2 separate regions of the Sus scrofa genome follow, and region 2 is linked to region 1. The links are chromatin contacts, called in public Hi-C maps. All regions are on one chromosome and are shown on one strand. The core of a region is the stretch at or near the end of the contact, and the rest is flanking DNA. Distances in the headings are between cores, read along the strand shown.

The links. A called contact is a pair of places that touch in the nucleus more often than the background predicts.
Region 2: a Hi-C map of liver shows a contact between it and region 1, with 4 times the contacts expected there. A contact is called at or near these places in 3 of 47 Hi-C or Micro-C datasets (embryonic fibroblasts, liver and mesenchymal stem cells).

What each region holds. Positions count from the first base shown.
Region 1 is chr5:80,186,323-80,191,586 of Sscrofa11.1, forward strand. TXNRD1 (thioredoxin reductase 1) reads right to left here. Exons shown (of 13, transcript NM_214154.3): 10 at 629-736. Among named protein-coding and RNA genes, the nearest start is that of TXNRD1, 25 kb to the right of the region's middle.
Region 2 is chr5:80,383,598-80,388,861 of Sscrofa11.1, forward strand. It overlaps HCFC2 (host cell factor 2), which reads right to left. Exons shown (of 15, transcript XM_003126644.5): 10 at 895-1,072. Among named protein-coding and RNA genes, the nearest start is that of HCFC2, 24 kb to the right of the region's middle.

The sequences.
Region 1 (5,264 bases), core at 1,254-3,753:
GTTTTAAAAAGTGGAACTAAATATTACTGTATCAACTGACAAAACTGAAAAATGGAATGTAGGTCAGATAAAAATATTGTATTAACATTAAATTGTCTAAAAGCAGTAACTTCACTGTGATCATTTATACAGGAAAGTGTCCTTTTTTTTTTTGAAGTTAAACTTTTATTTATTGATTTGGCTGCTCCACTGTACGTGGAGTTCCTGGGCCAGGGATCAGATCTGAGCCGCAGTTGTGACCTATTCCGCAGCTGCAGCAACACCGGATTCTTAATCCACTGTGCCAGGCAGGGTATTGAAGCTGCATCCCAGCGCTCCAGAGACGCTGCTGATCCTGTTGTGCCACAACTGGCACTCCAAAAGCATTTCCTGGGAAATGCACACGGATGTATGTAAGAGTAAAGGGACATTCAACCCACTCTCAAATGGCTTAGGAGAAAGAAATACAGATGCACAGAGACTGCGAAAGAGAATACATAAAATATAAAACAAATGGGCCAAATGTTAATAATACATGACTCTGGAAAATGGGTATATCCAAGTTCTTTGTGCTGTTTTTTCAACTTCTCTGTATGGTCAAAATTACTTTAAATCTGGGGAGGGAGGAAGTGTAAAGAGTAGAACTTACCTCAATATTTTCTTCCCCAAATTTCTCCACAGCCTTCTCTTCGGAAAGACCACAAGCACCATATTCCAAAGGAGTAAAAACGGTCGTTGGAACGTTTTCATAGTCACACTGTTTCAAAGGGAGGAGAGTTATGATATTAGAAATTATAACTTAAAAAGGTATGTACTTCAAAAAGGTGCAGAATTAGCCAAGTAGACTCATAAAAACCTATTATACTGAGAACCATTAACTGATGTGGTAACAGTTCAGCCAAGTCTGTCAAGACTCGTTACGAGTCAGTGATCCAAGGGGCCTCTCCACCAACTGATGCCAACAAGGACATACTTTCTCCCTCTTAATCAAGCAGTGGAAACCAATACCAGTGCACCCACTGCTCAAAGTCTCCTCTGGAAATTCAACTAGCTAATACGTACTAAGAGCCATAAAAACCTCTTGGCCCAATAACCCCACTTTTAGAAATCTACAATAGTAATTTAGTATGTAGAAAAAGCTACACACATTCATTGGGCAATGCTGCAGTTCTCATCAACAGTGACAATACAGGAGTGGCTTTATAATGCAAATAAGGAAGTGGTTCTCTGTGTACTCTCAATGCAATCTTACGCAGCCATTAAAATGGTAATGAAGACTACAGAAATAAAAAAGTTAATGACGGTATTTCCAAAGCATATTTTTTGTTAATAGGCATAGATGACAAAAGAGTTCTGAGGTCAAACAAGTTTGTAAAATGCTGTATGAGGCAAATAAACAGGTTTCTCAACTATCAGATTTCTCAGAGCCTTAAATATGCTGCTGTGAATTGTAAAAAAAAATGTAATTATGCAAATACCAAGTATGTTTGTAAATGCTATTTGGCAAAAACCTATCCAGTCACATGTGGACACAGAGGTAAGCCATTCTGCACTTAAGATATGAGGGATTCGACTCTTGCTCTCGAAAATGGGAAGGTGAAATCTTTAAAGTGAGCCTTCCTCTACAAATAGTATATGTAGTCTTTTCACAAACCCTGGGAATGCCGATTCAAAAGTAAAGGCAGACTACCGTTTATAGCCATAATGGGCCAAGTTTACCTCTTGCTTGAAACAACCAAAACACCAGACAAACACTCTCCAGACACTGGCCAGAAGGCAGTGAAGGACAATGAGGCGAGCCCCGAGACTGTGCAAATTTATTGCCAAGAGCAGCTTCTAGGGCTCGGTGCAAGGGGAGCCAACAGAGGGCAGTTGACTTGCTGAGACATGGAGACCGAGATCCCAGTTCAGAGAAGCCAAGGGGGCCAGAGGCTGGAGGGTCGAAACACAAGTGGGTGGAGCTGCACAAAAAACTCCTGAGATGTGGGCGGGCTATCATTCTGTCAATCAATGTCAGAGGACGGTACTCAAGGGTGAGCAAAGAACCACTGGAAAGCAGTGCGACCAGAGCTCTTACAGCTCTAGAAATAGCTCCTGGAGTTCCCGTCGTGGCACAGTGGTTAACGAATCCGACTAGGAACCATGAGGTTGCAGGTTCGATCCCTGCCCTTGCTCAGTGGGTTAAGGATCCGGTGTTGCTGTGAGCTGTGGTGTAGGTTGCAGACAGCTCGGATCCTGCGTTCCTGTGGGTCTGGCGTAGGCCGGCGGCTACAGCTCTGACTGGACCCCTAGCCTGGGAACCTCCATACACTGCCGGAAGTGGCCCTAGAAAAGGCAAAAAGACAAAAAAAAAAAAAAAAAAAAAAAAAAAAAAAAAAAAAGAAGAAAGAAAGAAAGAAAGAAAAAGTTCCTGTTCCCACAAGCCAGAATTGAGAAAGAGTTCACAGTAAGAGGAGGGGGGCAGAGTCCTCGGAAGGGTATCAATTTAGTAGTGGAACTAAATTAGGCCTAGATGAAAGGTTGCTGTTGACGCACCCTAAAAAAGCTTAAAAGCAAGCTACACCAGGGATAAAAATCAATCCCACGGAACTTAACAGACTGCCAGAACAAAGTCCAACAATGTTTAAAGAAATTCAGCACAATAAAACTCAGCACCCAACAGTGTGTAAAATGCAAAGCTTGCATCCAAAATTACAAGGCATGCAAAAGTACAAGAAAACATGAATCAATACCAAGGGGAAAAATCCATAGAGACAGACACTACAAAAGTGATGATGGGATTACCAGAGGAGAGCAAAAGAGCTATTGTAAATATGTTCTACAGAATCAGGATGGTAGAGAAAAGCATGGACCTGCTTAGGAGAGAAAAGGAAAATATGTTTTAAATAAATAAACTCATAAAAGGTCTCTTGTGGCACAGCGGGTTAAGGATTTGGTGCTGTCACTAGAGCAGCTTGGGCATGGGTTTGACCTCTGGCCCTGGAACTCCAAACGCCCTGGGACAGCCAAAAAAAAGGGGGGTGGGGGGGAAGGGTTTACAGGGCACAAGAAAAGATCAGTGGACTTGAAAACATCAGAACAGGCTCTTTAAGAAAATGAAAGACCGGAACAGGGAGGGAAAACATGAACAGAGCATCAGAGATCCATGGGATAAACATCAAGTGAACCAACAAATTCACTCACTGGAGGCTGAGGGGGAAAACAGAAAAATTGGAATGGCTAAAAAAATTTCCAAATTTGATGAAACTATAAACAGATAATCCCCAAATCTCGACACACCACAAGCAGAATAATTACAAAGGGAGTTCCTGTTGAGGCGCAGTGGAAACAAATCCAACTAGGAACTATGAAGTTTTGGGTTTGATCCCTGGCCTCGCTCAGTGGGTTAAGGATCCAGAGTTGCCGTGAGCTGTGGTGTAGGTCACAGAAGAGGCTCGGATCTGGCATTGCTGTGGCTGTGGCATAGGCTGGCAGCTGTAACTCTGATTAGACCCCCTAGCCTGGGAATCTCCATATGCCGCAGATGCAGCCCTAAAAAGCAAAACATAAAATAAAGAAAAGCACGCCAAGGCATGCAATAATCAAGCTGCTTAAAAAACTGAGAAAAATAAAGTCTTAAGGGGAACAGAGATAAAAATGATGGTGTATTCTCTTTAGAAGCTATGTAACCAGAAGACAATGGGCAAATAATTAAAATATGTAAATAAATACAGTAAATCTAGAACTCTATATTCAGAGAAATATCTTCCAAAAAGTGAAGGCAAATAAAGTTAAAAAAAAAAAAGCTGGCGTTGCCAATGTTGCCCAGCAGGTTACAAATCCAACTGGTATCTATGAGGATGCAGGGATTTGGGTTTGATCCCTGGCCTTGCTCGGTGGGTTAAGGCTCTGGCACTGCTGCGAGCTGTGGTGTAGGTTGCAGATGCAGCTCAGATCTGCCATGGTCATGGCGTAGGCCAGAAGCTATAGCTCTGATCTGACCCCTAGCCTGGGAACTTTCATATGCTGCAGCTGTGCCCACACATCTCCCCCCCAAAAAAGGCCAAAGAATCTATCTTGAGCAGACAGGCATTATCCAACTGTTAAAGGAAGTTCTTTTGGCAGAAAATGGTGCATCAGATGGAAATCAGGATCCACATAAAAGACATTTTTTCTTCTTGGTCCCAAAACTCAGTTTCAAATTGGCTTCAAAGGATTACTGTGGCCTAGCCTGAGAAGTGTAATCCTTGTTTTTAATATTTTTATTTGGATAGAACACTGCAGTTTTCACAACAATCAACTTAATCTTTTAGAATATAATTCATTTTCAAGTTGCAGATACGTGCGTACTGTGGCTTCTTATAGTTTCCACATAAAATACTTTTATACTTACTGTAAAAAAAATGGAGTTAACTTACAAAGCATTACTTTAAGTAAGAATAAAGATGCTAACATCTGTTATTTGTGAAAATAAAAGTGTTTCAAATGTTTGAGAGCAATTCTCAAAAGATCCAAGAGCTGACTGCTGGTCCTTGGAGGTGACGGCTGGAGTGCCCATCACACCGTGCTTTAAAGCTGGTGTGTGGGCCCTGTCACATGGCTTTTTAAAGAGCTTAGTGTGGAATGCCCATCATCTACAGGCTGATACAGCTTCATGGTCTGTTTTCTGTTTTAAAATGATGAAAACATTTTTTTTTTTCATTCCTTCAGTTATGTTCTCCAAACAATGGAATACTTAGTGGCAAATATTTCTAGCAGCTTTGGAAATGACTTTAATCATTACTGTTAAAAAGACTGATTTAAATGTCTCCAATACATTTCCACTTCATTTTATTTAGTAAAATCCTAAGTTACAGAGGTGCTTGCCCCTCTGAGTTGGTGATAGATTCTTGAAAGTCTTGAGACATCTATTCTATTCTCGTTACCTCTTCTTTTACGACCCACACTTCCCAAGTCTTCCTTATCTCTTAGGTAATACACTCTCATGATTAAGGCAGCAGTACCTGCAATCAGATGTGGACTGGATTTATGCCTTGGCTGCCTCCAGTTACCCAATTTCCAATAACATGTCATCAATCTCTACAGCTGCCCAAAGGTGGAATGAGATGTGTGCATATACAGCACTTAGCACAGTGCCAGGCATGTCAAACACAGCTGCTCTTTGTCCCCTTTTCTCCAAATACTCTGGTGAAGCCATGAATACTTGTTATAAACTTTGGAGGAAGGCACAAACACCCATAATGCAATTTGGGTTCTAAAATCCTATAACAGATTTAATTTAGGCAGATTTTATGGTAAGCTGAATT
Region 2 (5,264 bases), core at 1,649-4,148, 200 kb after region 1:
CCTCGCTAAGCGGGTTAAGGATCCAGTGTTGCTGTGAGCTGTAGTGTAGTCACAGATGCAGCTCAGATTCCGTGTTGCTGTGGCTGTGGTGTAGGCTGGCAGCTGCAGCTCTAATTCTACTCCTAGCCTAGGAACTTCCAGATGCCGCGGGTGCAGCCCTAAAAAAATACAAACAAAAAAATTCAACTTGTTATTCACTGAAGAAGGAATTAGCTTTTTATTAACTGTTGTAATTTTTTCAAATTAAAAATAAAGTCACATATTCCTATGTCAGGGATATATTATAATGAGATTTACAAAATAATTTTGATATTGAATTCAGAGGTAACACTTAGAACTCAAATGGTATCAAAATTACTCAAATTAAATTATTTTAAATATAAAAGGATCACCAAATTATAAGCTGATCATGAATTCAATGGACTAATCAACCGTTCTCATAAATGAACTATCTTTTAAAAGATAACCCAGTTACTTGTTAAACAAATATTTATTAAGTGGCTACTATTTACTAGGCATGGATCTGGGTGCTGGGAAAATAGATGTGAAAAAGATAAGACAAACTCCTGGCCCAAAATAAATAATTTTAGGCAGTTCTAAGTGCTGGGACAACTGAGCAAGGGAATAGTAACACTGAACACACACTGGCCAACATCAAGTGTCATATAAGAGCTGGCTTCATTTAAATTCTATAGCTAATAGCTAATCACTACTATTCAGGTTAACTTCTTGCTTGGTATCTTGCCATCATTCTAATTAGGGTCAATGTGGTAGATATATATTATATTTTGAAAATGTATCCAAACCATATAACATTTACTTTTTCAGAGACTCTAAAATTCCCTCCCTTTGTTATAAAAAGCTTTAGATTTACTTAAAATGCCATCTTTATACCTTCACTTTTCCTTAACATATCCACCACAGAACTATTATGATTAGAAGCATTAGTTGCCAAAGATGAATGTAAAATGGCACTAGAATCAGTCGATGCTTTGAGATCTGGTTTGTTTTTCACTGAAGTTCCTTTCATAGCTGTATGTTCGGATTTTGTGCTGTTCATTGTATCACTGATCTACAAGAAATAAAATAGTTTATTGCAGCAAACAATGTCCAATTACATGTTCAATACATTTTTTAAAAATAAGCAAAATAATTTACAAATCAAATGTCTTTGAAAATAAACTGACCAAAATATAAAACAGCTTATACTCTTTAATTTGTAAAAAATTACCCTTTAAATTTTATAATAGTTTAAGAAAACAGTTTCTTTTCACTTTAATCTCCACTCTAAAAAGGCCAGTTCTGAAGCAAAAGGGGACAGTACATTTTAAGGGGGGTAAAAAAATCTATATTTTTATAAATAGTGTAGTTTGTATTCAAGTAAATACACACATAACATCAGTGACAACACCAAAGCTACAGAGTTTAACATTCTGATAAAATTTTCTTAGCAAGATCAGACACGTATACTAAAGATCTTATAACTACTAAAAGAAAAATCTCAGTTATATGAAACCTTCAAGCATATGAATTATTCTGTATGACTGAGTCTTCCATACAAACATTGAGATTTAAAACATATACATATAAATATTCTTTACTGTTACATTTTAGATAGGAATCCTTTTTTTTTTTTTGCTTTTTTTTGGGTCCACACCCATCGCATATGGAGGTTCCCAGGCTACAGGTCTAATCAGAGCCACAGCTGCTGGCCTACACCACAGCCACGGCAATGCCAGATCCAAGCTGCATCTGTGATCTACACCAGAGCTAATGGCAACGCTGGATCCTTAACCCACTGGGAGAGGCCAGGGATTGAACCCGCAACCTCATGGTTCCTAGTTGGATTCATTTCCACCAAGCCATGATGGAAACTGCGTAGATAGGAATCCTAATTAAATTTCTCTAAGAAGTTCCTACTGTGGCTCAGCAGGTTATGAACCTGACTAGTATCCATGAGGATGCGGGTTCAATCCCTGGCCTTGTTCAGTGGGTTAAGGATCCAGTGATGCCATGAGCTATGGTATAGGTTGCAGACCAGGCTTGGATTTGGCATTGCTGTGGCTGTGGCATAGACCAGTAGCTACAGATCCAATTGGACCCGTAGCCTGAGAACTTCTATATGCTATAGGTTTGGCCCTAAAAAGCAAAAAAAAAAAAAAAATTCTCTTTGCCTTCTTAAAGACACTGTAATAAAAACACTGAAACCTTTTGATAATTTAAGGCATCAATGTGAACACAGGTTATTATGTAGCAATATCTATAGGTCTACTGCACCATAAAAGTGATCTGCCTTCATTCGAATGCCCCAATATAGCTAGCGAATTTGTTAATTTTCTGTCTCCTCTTTTAATATCAATTATAACTACATGTAATTTCTCATGGCTCTAAGGATACTTGTCCATATCATGCAATGTATTTTCCTTTTAACTGACGGTGATTGTGCTGTTAATAAATGATGATAATGATGGCAGCCACAATCATTAGGGAGCATTATACTATGTCATAGGCATTGCGGCACGTATTTATAAAGTCCATCTCATGTAATTGTCAGAAGAACTGTATAAATTAGATAACATCACCCATGGCTTATAAACAGAAAAAATGAGACTGAGAGATCTTAAATAATAAACCAAGGGTCAGACAGCCAGTAATTAGCAGAGCTAGAATTTGACCCTAAACTTATTTCACTAGGAAGTCTCCATGTCATTTTATCCAGCAAGCACAATAAAGTGAAGGGCAAAAGTGAGATACACCTTTACAAAAGCAAAAAGAGCTAAGAGGTTGCAAGTGGAAAGTCACTAAGAGGTTGTAAACCACTTGTGCTGAACAGCCCAGAAAGGCTTGAGAATTGGAGATATCAGGATCTTTGGAGGCCGAAGTGCAGAGTGCAAGTAAACAGGAGAGGCCCTGTCATGTGGGAAGATACATAAAAAGTGGTTGTGGCCCCAGCTCTGCTCTCCCAGCATACAAAGGCAGACAGATTACTCCCTTCTGTTCTAACCAAAGAAGGGAGGCAGGAAAAGGATTGAAGTGGGAGGCTCTGGACTATGGTACAGTGTCTCTCTGGTGAGGATGGAAGAGAAGCACACACACTGAAAACAGGGATTAAGTGAAAGTCTGCATGCTGAACAAAGACACCCCCTAACCCATTCAGTTCCCAGAATACTGAAAGCCAGCTTAGGAAAGAGGCTGGAGAAGTCTCCAGGGAAACCCATTGGTCCAAGAGAAAAGACACGGATATTTGTGGAGTCCTACCCAATAACCCCCATTACGGTCTACTAATCAAGCAAGCCCATAGGCACAGACCTGCTATGGTCTGAAAGTTTATGTCTCCACAGATTCATAAATTGAAACCTAACTCCCAAGGTGGTGCTATTAGGATGTAGGGCCTTTGGACTATGATTAGTACTCTTTTAAAAGTTGCCCAAGAAAGATCCACTGTCCCTTTCACCATGTGAGAATACAATGAGAAGTCAGCAGTCTGGCTCCTCACCAGAACTTGACCATACAGGCACCCTGATCTGGCATTTCCAGCCTCCAGAAATGCAGGAAATAAAGTTCTATTGTTTATAGTCATTCAGGCAATGGTACTTTGTTATAGCAGGCCAAACAGACTGAGACATTTTCTAAGCACTTTTAATGCCTGACTTTAAACACGAAAGGACAGTCAAGCATCACCAGATGTTTGATGATGCCCTCTACCATGAAACTCCAAGACCAAAACATATTTTTTTAAAGGAGCTTGAAAAAAAGAAATATTGCTGAGAGAAAACTATGACTCCATTAAAAAAAAAAAAGTATAATTCTTGAAGAGATCAGGGAATATACTACATTTATGAAACAAGAATGAGATGCTGGAGTTCCCATTGTGGCTCAGTGGGTTAAGATCCCAATGTAGTGTCTGTGAGGATTCAGATTCAATTCTTGGCCTCATTCAGTGGGTTAAGGACCCAGTGTTGCCCCAAGCTGCAGCGTAGGTTGTACATGAGATCAGATCTGGTGTTGTTGTGGCTGTGGCATAGGCTGGCAGCTGCAGCTTTAAGTCAACACCTAGTCTGGGAACTTTAACCTGTTGCAGAGTAGCTGTAAAAAGGAAAAAAAAAAAAAGAGTAAGAAGCTATAAAAGAAGTAAAGAGTAAAATCAGGTTTTTAGAGATCAAAGATGTGATTGAATACAATTCAAACTTAGAAAGAAGAGGGAGTTACCACTGTGGCACACTGGGCTAAGAATCTGACTGCAATGGCTCAGGTTGTTGCAGAGGCAGGGGTTCAATCCCTGGCCCAGTGCAGTGGGTTAAAGGATCTGGTGTTGCCACAGCTGCAGCACAGGTTGCAGTTGGCTTGGATTCAATCCCTGGCCTGGGAGCTTCCATGTGCCATGGGTGCAGCCATTCTAAAAAAAAAAAAAAAAATGGATAGAAGATTTATAATATAAATGAAACTTTTCAGAAAGCAGAATAAACAGAAAGAAAATGGAAAATAAAAAGTAAAATCAGAAGATTAGTTCAAGAGGACCATCATTCAATTAACAGGAGTTACCAAAAAAAAGAGAAAGAGAATATAGAGGGAAGAAATAATCAGTACTGAAAGCCCTGAGTTCCAGAATGACACAGTCCACTGAATGCACAGCCCAGTAAATGAAGCAGACACATACTCTAAAGCACATCATTATTGAAAGTTCAGAAAATTGGGGATAAAAACAAAAAAATTAGGTCACATGTAAATGATCAGGAATCCAAGTGGCATCAAACTTCTCAACAGAAACACTGAATGCTAAACAACAGTAGGAAAATGTCTTTAAATCTCTGAGGAAAATGTTTCCAGTATAGAATCCCATAACCCAGCCAAACTACCAATCAAATGTGAACAGAGAAAAGGCATTTTCAGATATACAAGATCTCATATTTACCTTTCATAAACGCTTTCTTAGGAAACTACTGGAGAACATTAAGGAAGAGAATGAAGTATCGAGAAACATGAGTTCTAACACAAAGAGCTAAAAGAAACTGCCAATATGAAACAAATGGACGTTCTAAGATGACAGCTATGTAGCAGGCCTAGGGAAGAACTAGTATTGACTAGAGCATCAAGACAGAGGCCTCAGGAGGGATGGTTCGAGGCAGTGGCATGAAGAAAGAAAAAGAAAACTACCTTATGTGTTTGAATATTTTGAGTGGAGTTTTATTATTTTACTGAAGAACATGAGTACTAATTAATGATAGGTTAATGATAGGTAAGAAGAAAACTAAGCAAATGAAAAA